Regions from separate parts of the Oryctolagus cuniculus genome. Here region 2 is linked to region 1. The links are chromatin contacts, called in public Hi-C maps. All regions are on one chromosome and are shown on one strand. Each heading gives the region's core, a stretch centred on a gene start, on an enhancer-like site or on the middle of the called end of the contact. The rest is flanking DNA. Distances are from core to core; before and after follow the strand shown.

Region 1 (4,764 bases), core at 1,683-4,182:
GATTTTAATTCTTACAGAATACACTGCTTTGGCAAAGTGTGCCCAATACCTTTGCTCTGAGTCTGATTTGCATCCAAGTAAACTGCCTGTATGCACTCAGATGTGTGTCACATAAAGATACCTCCACTGCATTATTACAGCTCCCCTGTCCCTTGGCTTTTTGTGGAGTATTCTATAGCTCTGACTATGGGTTCAGACAGGCTAAGGAAACCCCACAGGGTCTGGAGTGCCTCTCGTATAGTTCTTGGCTGAAAAATTCACATAGTGCTCTGTGGATTCACACACTGTGACTCATCTCTTCTGCTGCCCCTCAGGGTCTGTGTTGCATTCTCCTAACTGGGCTTAGTAAGCCATAAATCTCTGCTTTGAGACCAGACCCCTTGAGATTCACTGAGGTTAGAAGAATGACTATCCTAAGGTCTTGTTTCATTCAGATGTTTGTAGACTCTGCATGAGAAACTTTGAATGCTGGACCTAAGGCCAGAGTGATGACTTTATAACTTAAAAAAAGTATATGATTTCTAATTTCCAAAATTTCATGTGAAAATGGCAGTCATGTTGCTGGAAATGTTCTGCTCCCTAAATCCGTAGGCAATATTTTATCATTGCAGCCATATAGTGGAAGGAAATGAGCTCCCTGCTGGCTGCCAGCAAATGAGGGGCGCAACAGAACTGAAGAAGTGCAAGCAACCCTTCAGCACCAGTATCTACAACCCTGTGTGTTTGATGTGGCGGCTGTTGGGCCTGCGGAAATACACCTTCTGTTTATGCTTCCCAAGTGCTCCTTTTATCTCTAGATAAAAAATGTACAGGGGAAGTTGCCAAAATTAGTCCACCTTTTGGGCCCAGGCCACAGTTAAACTTAGATGTGAAAGAGATCAAAGAGTTTCCATTCTGATCCGAAGAGCTGCAGCTGAGCGGTGTGGCTGTTGAAGGTGGGAAATGGCTGAACACCTTCTGGTCTGGAACTTCTAAGCAATGCTTTCTAGCTGCAAGGCACACTAAGAGGCTGTGTGCCTGGCTGATTTTGAAATGACTGCCTGCCTCCTAGGATTTGATGGAGAACCTCTTGTTTAGAACCCCTGCCACAGGGATGGACAATGTCTCCTCCTTTACCCATTAGGTGATGCCAAACTCATGAGCGTTCTTCTTTGCAAGTGTGGCAGCTCCCTATGGCCCTCTCTTAAGTGATACACTCCCTTTTTCAAATTTTGTTTTAGGTTCTGAGCCTTACAGAGCCACAGGCAGAGCTTACCAGAGCTCTGGGAGAAGGGGAAGTCGACAGAAGACCCCAGGGCTCTGTGCAAGAGGGTCACCAAACTGTTTACTCCCCAAAGAGAACCACTTTTGTGAGTGAAGAGGGCACTGTTAGTGATTAAACTTGGGCAACTGGAGTAAACCAAGGCTACCCTGGCAACACTGTGAGGGGTGGGTACAGCCACCATACGCATAGTGAGGTTAGGGGACTCCTGGTGCCTGGAGACTCAAGTCCAAGGTTGCTTTGCCTGTGTGTGATTGGCATTGTCTAGTCATTCCTTTAGGTTTTATAGATGATAATTTTCTGCTCTTGTCGGCAAACACAGCAATAAGAAAAAAAAACTGCACCATAAATTCCCGTATGAGTCAGAACACAGCCCCCTTGTTAAATAATACAGCTCCAGAATAGATTTTGTTACAAAGAAAATGTTCTGTACAAATTCTTTAAAAAAAAAAAAAAGTCTTTCAAATGGATTTTTTTTTAGGATGCCCCCACCCACTATTTACAAAGAAAGTCTTCAGGGGGAGCAGCCACCCCTGGGGCCATTTCTAGCTGAGAGATGTGCATTCAGTACCAAGGACACAAAAAAGCTGTTGTCATTGCACCCAAACTATTTTTTGTGCCTAACATTTTTGCCTCCAAACTGTAGTGCATTGCTGTGCTTCCTCTCTGTTTGTTTTACCACTTCCCTTCTAAATATTTTGCATCATCCTGGAGATTTTCCCAAGTTGTGGCCTGCTTGCCGGAGAGTTGCATGCCTCCGATTTGTGGCATGAAGCCTTGTTGCCATGGCAAGGGCTGTTTATCATGGGGGGTTGCCTTCCAGGATGGCACCTCCCACAGCAATTCCAACCTCCTGTCCTCCCCTTCTCTGCACGTTCCGAGATCCTGAGACAGCAGCCCAGTTATGGCTTTCTCTAATCATAAACTGCATTCCCGGAGCATGAACTTTACTTTGCTCTGCTTTCAAGATAGGGAAATATTTGGCTGTGTTTACTTCTCTCAAACTGGGCAGTGCCCTCTTGACTGTTATGACTAATCTGCTTGTCGGGACTGGAATCTCCCAGCAGCTCTTTCCCCCAGGTAAATCACATCACTCAAACCCGCTGAAGCAAACATACCACACAGGTCAAAGGGTGACCTAGAGGTGGTCGAGGCCCATGATAGAGAGAGGTGACAGAGACCCCTGTTGAGCACAAGGATTTTTCCAGGAGAAGGAAAGCTTAGTCAGCAACCAACAAGCCCTGCTTGCCCACATCCCTGAAGAGGAACCAGCCTGGGGAGAGATAAGGGCCATGGGCTTACACTGTGATTGTGCCTACCTTTGTATTTGTTAAATGTGGAAATTGACTTCATCCAATTAATAAGAGCAGGAAGCAGTTTCTGTTTTCTCTTTGTAGAAGCACATGAAGTAACGGTTTTATCTTAATTTGTCAGGCATTGCCCAAGAGACTACAGCCATGTGGGCTGCTGGCCAAAAAAACTGCTCTAAGGCCCAAGTATTAACACCCAGATATAAAAAGAATGCTAATTGGTTTTCCAGCTGAAAAATAATAAGTCTCTCGCTGCCAAAAATGCTGTATGGCATGGAAACCCCAAGTTTATACAATAGGGCCTGATTGCAATCTGGGGGCTCCATTTGTACTCATGCGGAGAGCGAAACAAAGGGAGGTGTTGCTCTCGTCCGCCTCTGCACAAGGCCTCTGCTCCAGATCTCAGCCTGGGGTTGCACCAGGCTTCCCACAGTCTTCCTGCCAAACCTCCAAGCTTTTTCCTGGCTGCCATTCAGGAAAGTACAGCTTCGTCCGTAGGATGGAAAGTTAAAAAGGCCTTGCTTGGATACGCTGAAATACATACAAACACTGCTTGACATATGGAGGGCCTGGATTTGCACGGGCTGCTCCTGCTGGCATCCTTAGGAAAAAGAATGGGAGACTTTTAAAAGTCATTTCAGTTAAGTGATTGAGATATTAGCTGGAATTTTTTTTTTAAGAAAATCCAGCCTTCCCTATTTAATCTTAGTGATCATCCACCTTTCTTTCTTTACTAATAAAACGTCGACTAACCTCCAAGATCCCACTCAGCCTGGTCACCTCTCACTCAAGAACTGGATTTAGTACATACAGAAGATACTGCATATCTGTGAATATCATTGAGAAGGTTGAGAAGGTCACGGGAAATGACCTGGGGTGAGAGTCAAACTCTGGAGCCCATAGCACAGGATGGACTCTGGGCTGGTGTTCTGATGTGCTTTGGCTGTGGGCCAGCCTTGGCTGTGGCTTCACACCATGACACAAGCCTGCATTACTGATAGGGATGTGTTTGAACTGAAATGGGTTTGTAACATTTAGAACCCTATTCTTTTTTTTTTTTTTTTTTTGACAGGCAGAGTGGACAGTGAGAGAGAGAGACAGAGAGAAAGGTCTTCCTTTGCCGTTGGTTCACCCTCCAATGGCTGCCGCGGCCGGCGCGTTGCGGCTGGTGCACTGCGCTGATCCGATGGCAGGAGCCGGGTACTTATCCTGGTCTCCCATGGGGTGCAGGGCCCAAGCACTTGGGCCATCCTCCACTGCACTCCCGGGCCACAGCAGAGAGCTGGCCTGGAAGAGGGGCAACCGGGACAGAATCCGGTGCCCCTACCGGGACTAGAACCCGATGTGCCGGTGCCGCAAAGCGGAGGATTAGCCTAGTGAGCCGCGGCGCCTGCCTAGAACCCTATTCTTGATATTTGCAGTTGAAGGTAAACATCTCTAAAGAAGGCCCAGTATGGTCATTCCTCCATATCCATGGGATCTGCAACCGTGGATTCAACTAAGCAAATGTTTTTCGAAAATATTTGCAAAAGCATCTTTACCAAACATGCATAGGCTTTTTCTTTGTCATTATTCCCTAAAAGTTATATCAATTATTTATATAGCATTTACATTGGGCTAGATGTTGTAAATAATTTAGAGATGATTTAAACCATATGGAAGAGTGGGAATAGATAATATGTACTATGCCATCTTCTATAAGGAAGTTGAGCATCTGAAGATTTAGGAATTCATGGGGGACCTTCAACCAATCTCTTCTAAGTATTGGAGGATGACTGTAATTAGTCTTACCCATAATACTGTTTTTAAGAGCTTATTTATTTATTTGACATGCAAAACAAAAGGAGAGAGAGAGAGAGAGCAAGAGAGATTTTCCACCTTTGGGTTCATCTCCCAAATGCCCACAACAGCCAAAATAAGCTGAAGCCAGGAGCTAGGAACTCAATCCAGGTCTCCCATTTGGGTAGCAGGGACCCACGTATTTAAGCCGTCACCTGCTGCCTCCCAGGGTGCATTATCAGGAAGCTAGATCAGAAGTAGAGGTGGAACTTGATCCCAAACACTCCAGTAGGAAATATGGGCATCCCCAATGGCAGCTCAACCCTTTACATCACAACCCCATTCCCTCATAGTGCTTTCCACATAGTTGCTGTCACCAATAATGAGTAGAGTATGGCCATCATCCTAGTCACG
Region 2 (4,764 bases), core at 1,149-3,648, 78 kb before region 1:
CAAACTATTTTGTGCCTTTGTGTGTCATGTAAGAGTCTCCTTCCAGGGGACGTTTACACAGGTATCACATAATTTTCTAACAAAATTCCAAAGTTGTAAGGAACTACTATCCATCCTCAACTTTCTATTCCCTGGCGAGTCAAGTGCTACCAAGACTGTGGGAGATGCTTTTACTGTGACAATGTGCTGACTTTGAGTTTAGAACACCCACATACCACAACACAGTGCGTTTAGTCACAGATTTGCAGGTCTCTGTTCTATTGGTATCATTTTTTTATGATTCAGTATGTTCTATGTCTTAGAATTTTATGACATCCTCCTCTTCCAAATCCCTTAGGCTCAGACTCTTGTCTTCATTCAATCTAGTCTTACAGATATTAGCCACAGGCCAAGCATGGTGCTAAGACCCATGGAGAAAATGAAGAATCAGAAACACCCCTGTGTCCAAGAGTTCATGCTCTATAGGGGAATAAAAAGCATAAACAGATATTACAAAATGATCTGCTCATGGTGCAGCAGAAATACACTCATGGAAAGAAGGAAGTACCAAAAAAAGCACCTGATTTAGGGGATTAAGGAAGACTCTTGTTGAACTTGAATATGGGGTGAATTAATTAGGTGATGATTGGGAGGGGGCCATTCTGGAGACAATAGACTGAGTGATTAACCTAGAAAGGGGAAGGGCCCCTTGTACAGTGGTACAATCACTTTGGAAAACAATATGGTAGTTTTTAAATAGTAGCTGTAGACTTGCCGTGTGACCCAGTTGTTCTACTTCTAGATAAAAGCACATATCCTGACAAAAATTTGTTCACTTCTGTTCATAGCAATTTTACTTATAAAAGTCCAAAATCGGAAACAACTCAAATATCCACCAACTGTTAGACTGATAAATAAACTCTAGTGCATTCATACAACTGAATACCACACAACAATTAGGATAGACTATTGATATACACTGTAATATTGATGAAACATTAATGATCATACTGAATAAAAGAAAGCAGACAGAAAAGTAACATATTTCAAGATTGATTCATATTAATGTCTATGAAATGAAATCCAACATATAGTATCAGAATGCAAATCAGTAGTTGACTTGGAGAGGAAAAAACACAGGGAAACTTTTGAACATATAGAAAGACTAATTATTTTGATTGGGTGATAGTTTCAAAGATGTAGACACATGTCCTTATTTTCTAAACTGTGCATATCAGGTGTATGTAATTTATTGTATATCAATCATGGTATAATAAAACTATAAAAATTGTAAGAAAAGGTAGCACTCTCTACCTGGTTCCCGATCAATGGCTATCAAAAATATCATGTTGAACTCCACGAATAAGAGCATGTGTATTATTTTGCTAGTAAGATAACTTGCAATCCTTTGACATTACTTTTTGAGAACACAACCTTTGCTAAGATTTCAGCTTTTTTAAAAATGTGAAATATTATCTCAGTTTATTATAATGAATTGAGAAAAGCATGTTGACATTTGTATATTAACCACCTTTCAACAAAATTGTGAATAAGGGTCTTTTCCGCATGGATTGTGGTAGGAGTCAGGGGGTGGCACATGAGAAAATATGTCCTCTATTCTTGTTTTCTCATTTTTCAAAAGGCAATTTGAACGGATTTCCTATTTTCTTTAAAGACCACAATTACATGGAAGTGGTTCAGAGTGTGGGTTTTCAAGTTTGCCTCTTTATGCTCAGATGCCAGCTCTGTGACTCACCCTTGACAACTGCATTCATTCCTCCAAGCCTCAGCTTCCTCATCTTAAAAATGGGGATGGTAGCAGCATATTTCTCTAGAGTTGTTTCACAGAACAAGTAAGACAATGCATTAAAAAAAAAACCACTTAGCATTGTGCCAGGCATAACACACAAACTCTCAGCTATTATGCCACATCCTTGGCAAGGCCCCACTGACTGTGGGGAAAGCTGTACAAGTGAGTGGCCAGAATGGCAGGGGGCAGAGACAAAGGTTAGCAGAGAACACTGGGAAATTATACTCTGGCACATTTCCCGTGTTGGGAGAAATAACACCACAGCACTGGCATGCACTGGAGAGTAAACATGGAGGGAAGTCACAATGTGCGATAGACCAGAGACTAGTTAACACTTGGTACAAATAAATAGCACTCCAAGAAAAAGATATCGAAAGTCCCTTATCTGTGCCACCAAGGAGCTTCTTTAAACAGAACTCTTTTTTGGAGGGCAAGAGGAGGGGAGTGATTTGTATTTTGAGAATAGATGTGAGAGGATGAGAAAGAAGATACTGAAGGTTGTTAATGCTTGTCTGGACCCTGGGTCTACCCTCAACTATTCACTCACTGGGAGCCCAAGTAGAACATGACAGAAAATAGAGCAGCCATTTGCACAGACCGGTGTACACTTGAACTCCTTGTGCATTTAATGTTGTCTTCTCCATATCCTGTGCTCAGCTACCTTCCATTATTTGATTTGCCACCTACATCTTCTTGAGCTAAAATAATCTTCCTATATTAATGCAACAGGTGTTTTCTTCATAAAATTGTTTCTCATAAAAGCTTTAAAAGGTGAGGCTGAATTCCTCACATTTCTTTTGTCTACACCCTGATTTCCTTGGCATGGTGTCAGTTCTTAGGTTTTGGACATTGAAATATTTGCTAATAACTGTTGATTATGCTGACCTGGCACATGTGCCAAAAACTGTCCAAGATCTCTGCGATGGAATAGTGAACCAGTGTGGGTTATGACGACCACCTTGACTTCTTTTATGAGATGAAATGACAGTTATTGCAGTATTTCTCAATAACAGGATATAATTTGTACGTAATTTTTTTCAATTCCCCTGTTTAATGTTTACATTTTGCAATGATTAAATGTATTTAGTTTGAAATTTTGTTTTGGAAATATTTATAGCACCTCAATAGACTCTTTCCTCTCTGAGTAACATTTTGGACAACATTCTTTGGTCTCTGTTGATGGCACTTTTCCTGTGCTGAAGTTAAATGTGGCCAGTTCAGGTGGGCCCTATTGTTTGAAAAAACAGGATCACTTCTTTTTCATGAGTACCTATAATACCTATAGTATAATATAGTATAAATATAACAGTATAATGTGTATGGTATATGTATTATCCATAGTATCTATCATGTGCCAGCCACCGGGTGAGTTGTAGTATCTTTGGGACTATTTTTGACTTGACAGTCTTTACTATGAGCTTGTCAGCTACATCTGCTACATCTGCTTTGAGGAAATTTTGTCAAGATGCCTAGTTGTTTCCAGGATGACGATCTTCCTAGTGGCATTCTGCCCAAATCCTGGGGAATGACAAATCAGGCAATTCTATTGTACTAGGCTGTAGAAGAGGTTTGGGCGGGGGTTGGGAGAGGGGCATCCAGGATAGAATTAGGTTGCTGAAATCAACTTTATGTGGCCTGAGTTATATTGTCTTTACTGAAGGCATACTGGAAGACAAAACAAAAACCAAAGTTTTACTATTAAATATATTTGTTGTTGTATATGATTCAATGTGTTGGGTTGATTTGTATGTAAGTTAACTATAACCTTAATTGTATAGGGAGACTTGATTTTCTTCCCCACCACTACTTCCTAACATTTGGTAGGATGGAATGTAAACTTATTAGCAAAATATAATAATAATTCTAAAGTATGTTACAAGGCAGCAATGTTTATAAGAGAAAGAGCTGGTTTTTGTACAGGTGATTCTGCAGATCTGGGGTCTGAAGGTCCCCTGAGGGCACATGCAAGACCTGAAGAAACTTCCACGAGGGACCCAGGAAGAGAGCAGAGCAGTCCAGGTGTCATGCAGGTGTTAGTGCTGTGTGGAAGGTGATTATCAGCATTAGGTACATATTTCACATGGGTCACATCTGCCTTTGTGTGTATCTAATACTGACTCCATATCTCTTTATTCTGTTTGATGATCAGGAATAGGATTGGGGTTGGGCAGAAAGTGGATGACATCAAGTCTTGCTACAAATTTAATGTACAAAAAATGTCTTTATCCAAGAAAGTGAGTAAATTGCTCTGAAGTTTAAAGAATGTGCTATTTGATGACAGTGCCCTGGTGCAGCAAGTCAAGCCACTGTTTGCAATGCTGGAATCCCCTAGCAGAATGCCAGTTAGAGTCCTGGGCACTGGGCTTCTGATCCAGCTCCCTGCTAATGTGCTGGGGAAGATGGCCCAAGTGCTTGGACCCCTACCACTCATGTGGGAGACTGGGATGGAGTTCCTGGCTCCTGGCTTTGGCTTGGTCCCTACTCTGAGTTGTTGTGGCTAGTTGCAGAGTGACTCAATGGATGGAAGTTCCCTCTTTCTATCTCTATCTCTTCCTCTTTCTGTTGCTCTGCCTTTCACATAAATAATTAAATACATAAGTCTTAAAAAAGAATTATTATTTAATGTCGTCATTTAACTCTGCATTTTAAGTGCAATAACTATTTGTGAGGAGATGTTACATAAAATGATGCATGATTCAAGGAAGCATGGATCTCTGAGCTCCTATACCCTGAATGCATCCCATTCTTTCATGGCCAGCTCTTTGAGGACATTGTTTTATTAATTTGCATTGTTTTATTAATTTGAAATTCAAGAAGATGAGATTTATTTCTCTTCTAATATGAGACACTGTAATTGTTTGCTCTGAACACAAACAAAATGTTATTTCAAATCGACAGAATGAACACTTACAAACACTTTAAATGAAAAATTATAGGTTTTCCAACCTCAGTTACATGAAAAAGTCATCTCCCTG

Evidence for each region. Hi-C and Micro-C count contacts between places; a contact is called where the count stands out from the background.
Region 2: a contact with region 1 is called in a Hi-C map of an unstated tissue, with 3 times the contacts expected there. The contact joins two enhancer-like sites. A contact is called at or near these places in 3 of 6 Hi-C or Micro-C datasets (embryonic fibroblasts, skin fibroblasts and an unstated tissue).

Annotation. Positions count from the first base shown.
Region 1 is chr3:151,794,514-151,799,277 of mOryCun1.1, reverse strand. No RefSeq gene overlaps it. Among named protein-coding and RNA genes, the nearest start is that of TES, 150 kb to the right of the region's middle. Within about 2 kb of position 2,932, at least 5 of the 8 cell types and tissues checked have an H3K27ac peak or open chromatin away from gene starts, as enhancers often do.
Region 2 is chr3:151,871,670-151,876,433 of mOryCun1.1, reverse strand. No RefSeq gene overlaps it. Among named protein-coding and RNA genes, the nearest start is that of CAV2, 73 kb to the left of the region's middle. Within about 2 kb of position 2,398, at least 1 of the 8 cell types and tissues checked has an H3K27ac peak or open chromatin away from gene starts, as enhancers often do.